2 separate regions of the Sus scrofa genome follow, and region 1 is linked to region 2. A link is a contact called in public Hi-C data. All regions are on one chromosome and are shown on one strand. The core of a region is the stretch at or near the end of the contact, and the rest is flanking DNA. Distances in the headings are between cores, read along the strand shown. Region 1 overlaps LOC102166195 (a long non-coding RNA gene). Region 2 holds the start of IFITM3 (interferon induced transmembrane protein 3).

What was found. Hi-C and Micro-C count contacts between places; a contact is called where the count stands out from the background.
Region 1: a Hi-C map of retroperitoneal adipose tissue shows a contact between it and region 2, with 2.2 times the contacts expected there. The contact joins the enhancer-like site here to the promoter of IFITM3 in region 2. A contact is called at or near these places in 1 of 5 promoter capture datasets (liver), 11 of 47 Hi-C or Micro-C datasets (blood, epiblast stem cells, heart right ventricle and 6 more) and 2 of 2 datasets of contacts at active chromatin or transcription factors (alveolar macrophages and skeletal muscle).

Annotation. Positions count from the first base shown.
Region 1 is chr2:176,908-183,024 of Sscrofa11.1, reverse strand. LOC102166195 (a long non-coding RNA gene) reads left to right here. Exons shown (of 4, transcript XR_002341370.1): 2 at 3,369-3,580. LOC110259204 (a long non-coding RNA gene) reads right to left here. Exons shown (of 4, transcript XR_002341372.1): 4 at 3,939-6,117. Among named protein-coding and RNA genes, the nearest start is that of B4GALNT4, 13 kb to the left of the region's middle. Within about 2 kb of position 3,579, at least 54 of the 83 cell types and tissues checked have an H3K27ac peak or open chromatin away from gene starts, as enhancers often do. A contact at or near this core is called in epiblast stem cells, liver, mesenteric adipose tissue and 4 more, where this site is marked.
Region 2 is chr2:126,667-132,773 of Sscrofa11.1, reverse strand. IFITM3 (interferon induced transmembrane protein 3) reads left to right here and starts at 3,038. Exons shown (of 2, transcript NM_001201382.1): 1 at 3,038-3,283; 2 at 3,925-4,116. The coding sequence starts at 3,038. The coding sequence ends at 4,116.

The DNA.
Region 1 (6,117 bases), core at 2,330-4,829, 50 kb before region 2:
ATGGGACTTAATTAAACTTAAAATTTTCTGCACAGCAAAGGAAACCACAAAACAAAAGGACAATCCACAGAATGGGAGAAAATATTTGCAAATGAAGCAACTGCCAAGGGATTAATCTCCAAAATTTATAAACACCTCCTGCAGCTCAATACCAAAAAAACAAACAACCCCATCAAAAAATGGGCAGAAGGTCTAAACAGGCAATTATCCAAAGAAGACATACAGATGGCCAAAAAACACGTGAAAAGATGTTCAACATCACTCATTATTAGAGAAACACACGTCAAAACCACTCCGAGGTACCACTGGCCAGAAAGGCCATCATCAAAAAGTCTACAAACAATAAATGCTGGAGAGGGTGTGGAGAAAATGGAGTCCTATGACACTTGGTGGGAATGTAAATTGGTGCAGCCACTGTGGAAAACAGTATGGACTGAAAACAGAATGACCATTTGATCCAGGAACCCCACTCCTGGGCATCTCTGGACTTTCTAAGTCAACCACGACTCACAAAGACACACGTACCACCATGTTCATTGCAGCGCTATGTGCAACAGCCAAGACATGGAAGCAACCTAAATGTCCGTTGACAGAGGAGTGGATCAAGAAGAGGTGGTCCATATACACAATGGAATATTACTCAGCCATTAAAAGGAAAGAAATAATGGCATTTGCAGCAACATGGAGGGACCTAGAAATTATCATGCTAAGTGAAGTTAGTCAGACAGTGAGACACCAGCATCATATGTTATCACTTATATGTGGAATCTAAAAAAAGGACACAGTGGACTTCTTTGTAGAACAGATACTCCTGACTCACAGAGTTGGAAAAACATATGGTTTCCAGAGGAGACAGGTTGGGGGGTAGGGGATGGGCCGGGGTTTGGGATGGACATGCTGTAAAATTGGGTTGTGATGATCACTGGACACCTGTAAATGGAATAAAATCCACTGAGTAATAAAAAATAAAAATATTGAGTCGGCCTTTCATACCTGGAATAAATTCCACTTAGTAGTAAGTAACTATTTTGCGTGCATAATTAATTGTTGGATTTAATTTGCTAATATTTTGTTGGGAATTTTTGCATTTATAGTGAGAGATGTCGGTCTGTGGTTTTCTCTTCTTCTTGTATCTTTGTCTGTTTTTGGTTTTATTAGGTTAATTTTGGCCTCAAAATGAGGAAGCGTGCTCTTTGTTTCTATTTTCCAGAAAAGAGTGCAGATAATTGGTGTCATTTCCTCCTTAAGTGTTTGGTACAATTCACCAGTGGAACAATCTGGGCCTGAGGCTTTCTTGTTTGGAAGAGTATTAATTACTGATTCAGTTTTTACTAGAAATAGAGCTATTTGTGTGAGTTTTCATAGTCTGTGTCTTTCAAGGAATTTGTCCATGCCATCAAAGTTGTCACATCTGTGGGCACAGGGTTCACAGTGTCCCGTCATGACCCTTAATGTCTGTGGAAACTGCAGTCTTGGGTTAGGCTGGGTGCAGCAACTCAGGCTGCAGATGCTTGGTGATATTGCTCCCATGGCTTAAGCAAACCCATGTGCCAGTGATCCAGACCAAATTCAACCCGGGTTTCCTGTTCAGACGTGGGGAGGGGGGGCCTCAGATGCTTTTCCATGGGGAATGGGGCTGCCTTCTAGCCATCGTCAACTCTATTGCTTCCTAACCTCTATCTCCAGCTATGTCCTCTCATCAGACCCCCAGGTTGTGTCCTGTCTCCTGTCTCCTCTCTCCATGCCCAGGGACAATAGTTCGAACCCCATCTACCAGGTGGGTGAGACAGCCCTGCCCAAGGTCGGCACCTGTGTGGGTCCCGATGGACAGCAGATGGCTTGGGCTTGTGTTGGCTGAGGGGGGAGGATCGCCTCCTGCTGTGTTTGGGTTGATGCCACCGGCAGGCCCTCAGAAAAGAAGCTAAGGGTCATCTGAGATGTGGCCTGCACCACTCTGGGACTCCTGAAGACCTGAGCCAGCATCCTGGGAGCAAGGCGGAGGCCAGTTCTGTGGGTCACCTTACCCTGCGGGTGGACAAATGGGACATGCATGGGACACAGTGAGCAGGTGGCCCAGCCCGCCAGCACCTCTGACCTGTGCCAATTTGAGTTTGGCTGAGGGTAGGATTGTTGAGGGAGGCTGGTGGCTGCAGGCCCCATGCGTCCCATGTGTCCTTGCTGAATGGCCAGATTGTGGGGTCCACTGTCTGAGGCTGAGTAGTTTCTGTAGCCATCGCTGACACCCCCAGCCAAGTCAAGGGGACCCAGAAGGACCACCACTGACTGCCTCCTCCTGGAGCAGGGACTTGGTGGATTTTCTGCTTGCCCCACAGCCCTGGGTCCCTCAGCGGTGACATGACCCACTGCATGCCGCCCATCACACCACCCCTGGGACACGGGGCAGGATCTGGTGCTGCCGTGTGAGGCCGTATGCCATGACCCCACTTCTCGCTGTCTCCCATCGGCACCTGTTGAGTGGAGAGAGGCTTATTCCTGGCATCCTCTGTGAGGCTGCAGTTCTGCCTGGGTCATGGGCAGCTCAGCCCCTGCATGCACCACTCATCCAGGACCCGACCAGCATCATGCAGGCCTTGCCACTGCCCTGTGGCTGCTCTGAGTCCCCGCCCCCACCCAGATCTGGCCTCTGACCACTTCCTCTCTGGATTCCCTTTTCTGGAGGGATACACTGCCTTTCTGTGCCCCAGGGCCTTTGTATGGCTGTCTCCTCTAGCCAGAATGTTCCCCGCAGCTCCTCCCTTAGAGGCTTTCATCCCTGGCTCTCACTAGCCGCACTTTCTTAGAGATCCCTCACTTCCTCCCATGTCATCACAAGGTGTGAGTCGCAGGGCTTCGTGTTCCTCCTGGCGCTTACCAAATCCCGAACGTAACCTCCTACTACTTATTTGTTGCTCTTTTTAGGGCCGCACCTGCAGCATGTGGAGGGTCCCGGGCTAGGGGTGGAATCGGAGCTGCAGCTGGGGGCCTGCCCCACAGCCACAGCAGTGCGATCCCAGTGGGATCTGTGACCATGCCGCAGCTCGTGGCGATGCCGGATCCTTAACTTGTGAGCCGTGGTAGCAACTCCATATCCTCCTTTCTTGTTTTAAACTTTAAAAATTGCGGTGTGGTTGATGTTTCCTGCTTGCTTATTTGTTTGTATTTTTGTCTTTTCCCTACTGCGCTTTAAGCTCCTTGAGGGCAGGGCTGGTCCTTCCTCCCAGCATGTCCCGAACTCCTTGTGAGGGCAGGGTGTCCTGCCCAGCTGGGGGACTCCCTGGAGGAGCTGGGCAGTCTCTTCCTGCAGACGCTGGTCCTGACCCCACAGCAGCAGGGCTTGTCCAGCCACCATTCCTTCCACATCTCTGCAGGTCCCTCTCCATCAGCGCTGGGTCAACAGCCCCAGGCTAAGACAAGAACCCCTACTTGGGTCCAGCAACCCTTCCCTGTCCCTGCAGCCGCGTTTTGTCCTGGAGGCCACCAGGTGGCGTCGCAGGCCCACGCGTGATCGGCGAGGACTGCGGAGGCGCCCCGGCTCCTGTCTCCAGGAGGCGGTGGGGCGGGGGTCGGAGCCTTTCGGGAGGTAAGGGTTTGCATCTGGCGAGCTGCTGAGGGGGGCCTGAGTCATCCAAGCGGCTCAGGTGGTGTCCTGTGAGGGGGCGGCAAATTCCTGGGGCTGGGAGTGCAGGGACCTGGGGGGGGGGCTGGGGGAACGCGGGGACCGGGAGCACAGGCACCGGGGTGGGGGGCTGGAGGACGCGCGGCGACGGGGAGCGCAGGGACGGGGAGCACAGGGACCAGGGTGGGGGGCGCGGGGACTGAGGACGGGGATCGGGGGCGTGGGGATGGGGAACTCAGGGACCCGGGTGGGGGCGGAGAGCACACGACCGGGCGGGGGCGCGGGAACCCAGGGCGGGGGCGCGGGAACCCAGGGCGGGGGCGTGGCTGCCGCTTCCACCCCCGCCGATTCCCCGAAGTGACGGCGCCGGCTCGCGGGAGGCGGGGGAGCGGGGAGGCCCGGAGGCCGGGAGGCCGGGAAGTGGGAGGGGCGCGGGCGCAAAGGTCTGTCGGGCCCTGAGGGCAGCAGAGCTTTGTTTGTGAGAAGAGGTGAAAGTACAGGAGACGCGAGGGTGGGTTTGTGGGCGTGCTCCCCTCTGAGACCAGCAGAGGAAGAGGGGGGGCGGCGGGGACTGGGGCATCTCCTTTGCTGAACTTGTGACGGGGAGCCCAGCTTAGAAAAGGGGCCACGGGTGGGGCCCCAACATTTCCCCTCAGATCTGAGCCTTGGGGAGCCCCTCCAACCTCCGGCTGCGAAGGCAGCTCCCTGGAGCCTGCCTGAACCTCAGAGCCGGTGAGCCTGCTGGCAGCGGTCTGGGTGCCCTGTCTCCCTAGACCACGGGCCATCTGGTGAGGAGGAGGAGGAGGAGGAGGAGAGGGGCTGCAGGCGGTAGGAGGTGGCCCTTGGGGCAAAGGTGATGTGGGCGCAGAAGCCTTCGATTCCTCTGCTCGGGTCTGCAGGCCCCTGTGGGAACACCCGAGGATGTGTTGTGGGCAGTGGGGTGTTGTTTCCCCCTGACCAGGGGCTCTGTCCTCTAAAACCGTTTTAGGTTCACTTGTCAGCCTGCACGTGGGTGAAATCTCCTGCCTTTCAGCTCCTCCCAGAAGACCCCTCCCAACCTCCAAAGAGATAAGCAGGGCCCAGCCCCCAGGCCCCGGCCTTTGCTTCCTTAACCAGTGTGGCCTGATGCCAAGGTCCCACCAGGCTGCCCCGCTGAGAAGCAGCGTCCACCAGGCTGGGCCCTGCCTCCCTCCAGGTGGCAGCCCTGTGGGGACCCTCTGCGGGGGGCTGGGGGTCTTCGCCCCCTTAACATCTTGACATGGACAAGAACAGACTGTTCTTCAGACGAACTGGGGCCCCGGTTCCCATCTCATCCTGCTTTCCACCCCACCTTACCCTCAACTGCGTCATCCAGTGCAGCGGAAACTACACTTTCCAGCGCCAAGAGGCTGTGATGCTGTGATAGCCCAAATTTGAATATAAACCCTATCCTAGGAGAAATTACGGTACAGGCATTGATTCTTCCTACAGTAATCTAAGCCTCAAAGGAACTGAACTAAAGTTCTCAAGTTCAAATCCAAAAAAAGTTCAAGTACTAGGAAAGAGAACAGTGGCAAATGTTGGGAAAGTCAGAGCTTTGTCCTGTTGCTGCTGTTTCTGATGATTTATGGGCGGGGAGGCAGCTGGGAGGTGGGATGGACTCCCTACACATGAGCCAGCCTGGGTTTGCAGGGTTTGGGCTCACGGTCTGGGAACGCTTCAACAATGAAAAAACAGTCGGTTTTGCTGTGTGTGTGTTGGGGTGGGAAGGCTTTCCCCTTCTTCCCTTCTAGGGTTTTTGGCTTGTGTAATAATTAAATTGATATAAAACAAGGTAGCAGAAGAAAAACAAATTTTGCGTGTATCGGAGCCCCCTAAAGACATGCGACCATGAGACTGGAATTGGCACTGCCTTGTGCCATGGGCCAAAAACCAAACCAAAAGAAAAACACCCATGAGACCCAAAGGGCAGCCGGTAATTGTGGCTTTTCTAACTTCCTGAGCTAAGGAGAGGGGTGGGGCCTGGGGGCACAAAAGGATGTGAAAGAAAGGCTTCTCTGTTTGCAGTAAGTCTACACCGCTTCCCCATCCAGCCTCCTGGTACGTCACACAGTGGCCACAGGGCAGGTAAAGCACTTTGCCTGAAGCTGCCCGATGTTGATGCCTTTAGCTCAAAATAAGCCTTCTGCCAAAGCCGGCAAATCCTGCTCCCCTTCCGTTTAAGGACAAAATCCTTCTCAGGGTCTTCTATCCGTGGCCCTGGAGTTGGAGGGAGAGGCAGCAGGGGCTAGGGGTCCCCTGAGCACTTTGGGTCCCTGCCTTCCTCTCCCTGCCGGAGTTTTCAGCCCTCTAGGGTTAAATCAACACACACAGGGTCGCGCTCCTTTAAAAGGGTGCAAGGATGAATATGATTCTCTTTTTTTGGCCACATCGTCAGTGGCTGGATGTGGGATCTCAGTTCCAGACAAGGGGTTGAACCTGGGCTGCGGTGGCGATAGCCCTGCATCCCAGCCATTTGGCCA
Region 2 (6,107 bases), core at 1,789-4,288:
CCGTCTCCCACAGGATGCACAGCAGAGAGGTCTAGAGAGGGTGGCAGTGTGACCCTCGTGGCACAATAGGAGGACAGACAACCCCGGGAGGCCCTCACCTCCAGCAGCCGAGGACCAGGACTTACGGCAAAGCCCCAGTCGGCTCCTGAGCCCAGGCCTCTGCCTGAACTGGTTTTCAGACCTGATCCCACAGCTGCTTGAGGGCAGAGCCCCAGTTGGGGGGTAGGGGAGGTGGAGGCACATCCCTGCCTGTCCCCAGGGGAGCAGCTGGCAAGTCCCGGAGAAGGTGATGTCTCAGGAAGTGTGGGCTCAGGGCAGGTCAGAACCTCTTCCGGCTTCACGGTCACGTGGGGCTCGGGGGCTCTGGGCCCTGATCAAGTCCTCGGGGACCCTTCCCCGCCCAGCAGGCACTGCCCACTCCCCACTCCAGGGGGCTGTGAGGGCAGGTGCGTGGTGGTTGGACGGAAGTCAAAACCAGGGTCCCACCCTGGGAGAGGAGCAGACAGGGAGGCACTGAGGGGATGGAGTCTGCACAGCCAGAGGCAGAAGTCCCGAGAGAGGACACAGTTGAAGAGTGACGCTTAGGGGAGATGGGGAGCTCACAGTAGGATAATGACTGCTCAGAAAAGCCATCAGAGCAAGGCAGGCTTGCTTGACTAGTGGAAGTGAATCGCCTCAGGAAGTGACTTGCCCAAGGTCCTTGGGTGGGGGGTGGACCGAGGCCTGCACTGGGATTCAGACCCAGGGCAGGAGTTTGAGGACTGATTTGAATACACACCTTACCAGATACCTAGGAGGAGCCACCCCTACCCCCAGGAAGAACGAGGCGGTCTTTTCACCCCCCCCAAGATAAAACTAGCCCTCGGGCAGAGTCTCCTTGCCTGCCCACTTGCATCTCTCAAGAGCGTCCTATCCTAATAAATCTGTTTCTTGCCCATCGCTTTGTCTCTCGCAGAATTCCTTCTGTGAAGAGGCACAAAGGACCGGAACCTCAGCAAGTCCAGACATCGGGTGAGTGATTCTAACTCAGAACGTGGGTGCGAGTCCCAGTCTGGGTTCTGGCTGGGTTCAGGCCCTTAGTGCTGTTGGTTTCAGACCCAGCAGCAGTGCCTTCGAGGATGGACTTTCCAGGGGCCAACGGGCAGGTGGTCCTGACCCGTATCACCCACCACAGCTTCCCAAGGCCCGGCCCTCTGCTCACTCCTGGGGCCAGTTGATGGCGCAGGACAGGTTCCCAGCCCGCTTCTCCAGGGGTCAGCTCAGGGGGAGGGGCGGGGTTGGACACAGAGAGGCAGGGGGAGCTTAGCACCTGGGCCGGCGGTGGGGTACCCACGGGCAGAGCTGCAGGCAGGGTGCGGGCCATCCTCTCTGCGGGGCGAAGGGGATGCTGACAAAGGCCTCGGCTGCTCACCAGGAGCCTGCAGGGGAAGCGAGGCAGGGATGGAGGCGGGGCTGGCATGAAGGGTGAAACCCAGGAACCGGCCGGTCTCACTTCCTGGAATTTTGTGAGTTGATTCTAAGCACAGCCATCATTAAAATTAAATCCCACAGACCATCACTCGCGTAAATTACATAAGAGAAAAGTCGTCATTACTCAAGACACGTCGCCCATCCAACCACAGCCCGCGATAGGGGAGGCCGGGCCGCTGAGACGGGCCTGCTGCGGTGTGATGGGAAGCGGGACTGGTCAGCCCAAGTGATGGTTTTAAGCCGTGCCCACCTGCCACATCAGCAAACAGAAGATGCTGCAGCCGTCCCTGAGGGATGCAGGCTGGGGCAGAGCAGGACACTGGCCCCAGAGAGCCGAGGTGCACCGCATAGGAAGGACTTCAGCGAGCCCAGGCTCTAGCACCCTCCCCTGCACCAGATTCAGAAAAGTGCCAGATTCAGGACCCTGCGGTGTCTGGTCTTCTTTAATTAACAGTCATCTTGGAGGTTTCGACTCCCTGGTTTTTCCTGCAAAGCTCCTACATGTCCCTGGAGTTCCCGTCGTGGTGCAGTGGTTAACGAATCCAACTAGGAACCGTGAGGTTGCAGGTTCGATCCCTGGCCTTGCTCAGTGGGTTAAGGATCTGGCGTTGCCCTGAGCTGTGGTGCAGGGCACAGACGTGGATCCAGCGTTGCTGTGGCTCTGGCATAGGCCCGGCAGCTACAGCTCTGATTGGACCCCTAGCCTGGGAATCTCCATATGCCGCAGGAGCAGCCCTAGAAAAGGCAAAAAGCAAAAAGCGAAAAAAAAAAAAAAAAGGCTCCTGCATGTCCCCAACCCCTTGGACCAGCCCCTCAGAGCCACCTGAGAGGCTGCATCCTTGGCTTGAGGGGCTCAGAAATTCTGCCAAAGAAACATAATCCTCAACCTTTAGTTTGTGCCTTTGTCTTCAGTCACCAGCTGGTACTTTTAGGAAATTGAACACTTGGGAGCGAAGCTCTGAAGCCCAGTAGAAGGACCCTTTCGAAAGGCCCTGCCAGGTGTCAGGGAAGCCTCCGGTCCTGAGGGTCCCTCCTGCACCAGGACGGAGGGGCAACCTCTTCTCTAGACTCCCTCACGGGTGGAGAAGGCAAGGGCTGAACTCGGGGTGAAACCTCAGCCTTATCTGGGTGCCTTTCCTGGTCTCCTCCCCCCAGTGCTCCCCAACATCTCGTCTCTCCCTGCAGGCGGCGAGAAAGCTGGCTTCAGCCTTTGCAGGGAGTTACTCGGGGTGTCTGGGTCTCGCCCACGTGTGCAGAGGTACCCACAGCGTCAGCTTGGATCTGTTTTCCTCCCCTTCATCTCGGCCGAGACCCTGGAAGGCCAAAGGAAACCCTTCTGCCCCTTGTCGCTCTGGGGCAGGAAGCTCCCACTGGGCCCTCAGCCTTCCACCCACCCACCCACCCCGGTGTAACCTGACACTCCCCGGATCGCCCCGCCTCCTCCTCCCAGCCCGTTGGCAGTTCCCCCAAAAGCCAGGAAAAGGAAACTGTAGAGAAATCGAAACTACTGGGGAAACAGAGCACCCCTGCACATCCCCTCTCCAGACCACAGCTTCTCCTGGGCACCATGAACTGCGCTTCCCAGCCCTTCTTCACTGGTGCCCATGGAGGACCCCCAACATATGAGATGCTCAAGGAGGAGCACGAGGTGGCCGTGCTGGGGGCTCCCCAGACCTCAGCCCCCGTGGCCACCACGGTGATCAACATCCGAAGCGAGACCTCCGTGCCCGACCACGTCGTCTGGTCCCTGTTCAACACCCTCTTCATGAACTGGTGCTGCCTGGGCTTCGTGGCTTTCGCCTACTCCGTGAAGGTGGGTGGGCGTCAGTGGAGGAGGGACGTGGTGGAGGGGGGACTCCAAGAAGGTGTGTGTGAGCCTGGAGAGGCCCCCTGCCCAGATGTGCCATGAGGTGTGTGGGGAGCTGATGCGTGTGTCCTTCCGTGTGTGTGTGTGTGTGTGTGTGTGTGTGTGTGTGTGTGTGTGTGTGTGTGGCTTGGGGCTCCTTCCCAGTGAGAGTTTGGGGCGAGGCTGCGTGGGTGCCCCTGGGGATGGCGGGCTCAGGGGTGGGGTGGGGGGCTGTGTCTCCACCCTCCCGAGACCTGCCCCTGCCCGGCCCAATTAGAGCAGTTAAACCCTTCCTTCACCCTTGGGACTCAGACCCAGAAAAGAGAAAAGGTCCTTTAAGGGCGCTGAGCCAGCAACGGGGCCAGAGCAGAGGGGGGAGGAGGAGGCCTGGGGCTTCCTGGAGAGGCTGGGAGGCTGTGAGGAGGGAGACCCAGGCCCCAGGAGGGGAGGGAGGGGCCCGGCAGGCCCTGTCCTGCTCAGGCTCCAGGGGACGGGCCAGGGCTGGGTCCCCATCTGGGGGAATGGGCCCTGGGGGGCCCCCCGGAGGACAGCGCCTGGTTGTGGCCTGCACCTGCTCCAGGTCCCCCTCACCATGTCTTCTCCTCCAGGCGAGGGACCGGAAGATGGTGGGAGACATCATTGGGGCCCAGAGCTATGCCTCCACCGCCAAGTGCCTGAACATCTGGGCTCTGGTCCTGGGCCTCCTTCTGATCATTGCGTTCATCATCGTTTGCACCACTGGCTCTCTGGTAATTTTCCAAGCAGTTCTGCAGCTCATAAAGGATTACAGAGGCTACTAGCATCTGCCTGCGGCCTGAGGCAGCCCCTCCTTTCACAGCAGCACATACACATGTGTGTCTACAGTTTAATAAAAGAAAGCCTTTCCTGGCCCCGAGTGTGCTGTGTTTCCACCTGGGGAGGGGCCCCAGCCTGGCCCTGAGAATGAGCCCACCCCGCCTGTCCCATTGGCTCTGCTGCTCTGAGTCCGGCTGGGCAAGTCCTCAGGCCTGGCCTGTTTTGGGCCCTTCACCTGGGGCAGCAACTGGACGAGGGTTGGGGGGCAGGGGTTCCTCTGGAGAAGGACCGTGCTGGGTACAGAACCCACTTGGCCCTGTCGATAAAAAAGCAAAAAACGAAAACAGAACACAACAAAATAAAAAACCCTGGAGTTTCTGCTGTGCCGCACGGGGACCGGCAGCATCTCTGACATGCTGGGACGCAGCTTCGCTCCTCAGCCCGCACAGCGGGTTAAGGATCCGGCATTGAACGCCATACACCACGGGGCAACCAAAGGAAAACAAAGCCCCCAAAACCAACAACAGAAACGTGTGATTAAGAAAAGTGTTTATTTGGAGATTTAGGACTTGCAACCAGGGAGGCACAGATTCAAGTAGCAAGAGTCCCACGTGCTCTGAGGAAAGCAGAGAGGCAGGGCTGGGGAACACCCACCACCAAGACCTTCCAGAGAAGTTACAGGCTCGCCTTACAGACGGGGGCTGGTGCCAGCAGAGGGTCAGTCACTAGGCATCCGCAGCTGATCGGTTGCCAGACCCGGGTTTCCAGGGAGGGAAGAAACCGAGTTCCAGGCGGTCCCAGGATGGCCAGGGTGTGAGTCAGTTCATATCCCCGGGGCTTCCTGGCCCCATTTCAGCCCCTCCGGCGCGTCTGAAGGGGCTGAAATGGGTGGACCTCCGTGTGTGCAGAGTCCTCGTGGGCTCCGGCTCGGGACGCCTGCAGGGGACCTGACTCGCGGCTGGGGGAGGGGGCGGGGTCCGCCGTCCACCTCTGGAGACACAGCCCCAGTGGCCCCCGCTCTTCAGGGGGAGGAGAGCCCCTGCCCTGCCCTGCCCTGGAAATCAGCCCCTGTCCCTGATCCCGCCGGTTCTGCCCGGCGTCCAGATGTGCGGGCCCTTGGGGTGCCCCGGGGCAGACGCTGCCCACAGCCAGCTGGGCAGCTGCGGGGTGAGCCGGGGGGGGGGGCACGGCCTCACTGTCCCTCCCCTGACACCGATGCCAGGCGTGGACCCCCTGTGGACGAAAATGCTGCTGCCATAGCGGGAAGCTAAGGATGCGGCAGCCAGCAAGCCACCGAAGCCTCTCCCCCCCGCCCCGCCGCCCCCCAGGGACCAGGATGGGAAGGAGGGACCTGGTGCAGGAAGCTGAGGTGCACACACACCGAAGGGCCGATCTCGAGGGGCCCGGACTCTCGCATCTTCCCATACCTAGAAAAGCGCTAAATTCCCTAACTTGAGGTGTCTGCTTTTCTTTAATTATGAGTAATGTTTGGGGAAAAAAATAAAATAAAAAAGAGTGATCTTTTGATGTTGAGACTGCCTGGTCTTTGTTAGAAACGTCTGCATGTCCTCAGTGGTCCGTCTCCCAGGCTTAAGTCCTCAGAAAATTCCCGAATAACACACAATTCTCAGCTTTTAGGTTACGCAATTTCTCGGGTCGACACGCCCCAGCCCTCACGCAGGCCCCTTCGTGTGTCCCCGGGAGCCGCGGTCTCCTCCCTCCGGGGCACGGCTGGGGGGTTGGGGTCCCAGGGTGGGCTTTGATGCCTGTGAGCCGAGGGGGGGCGGCCCCAGGAAGGAGGGTCCTGGGGGAGGGGAGGCTGGCCGACCCACCCCCCTGGGTTGGGGAGGAGGGACCCAAGGTGGGGCGGGGCCAGGAGCCAGCAGAGCCCCGGAGTCGGGCAGGGGGCGCTGCCCAGACACTCAGACCCCTGCTGGGGGTGCTGGGGCGGCTGGAGGCTTCCCTGAGCAGCAGCGCCCAGGAAGGGAGCCAGGGG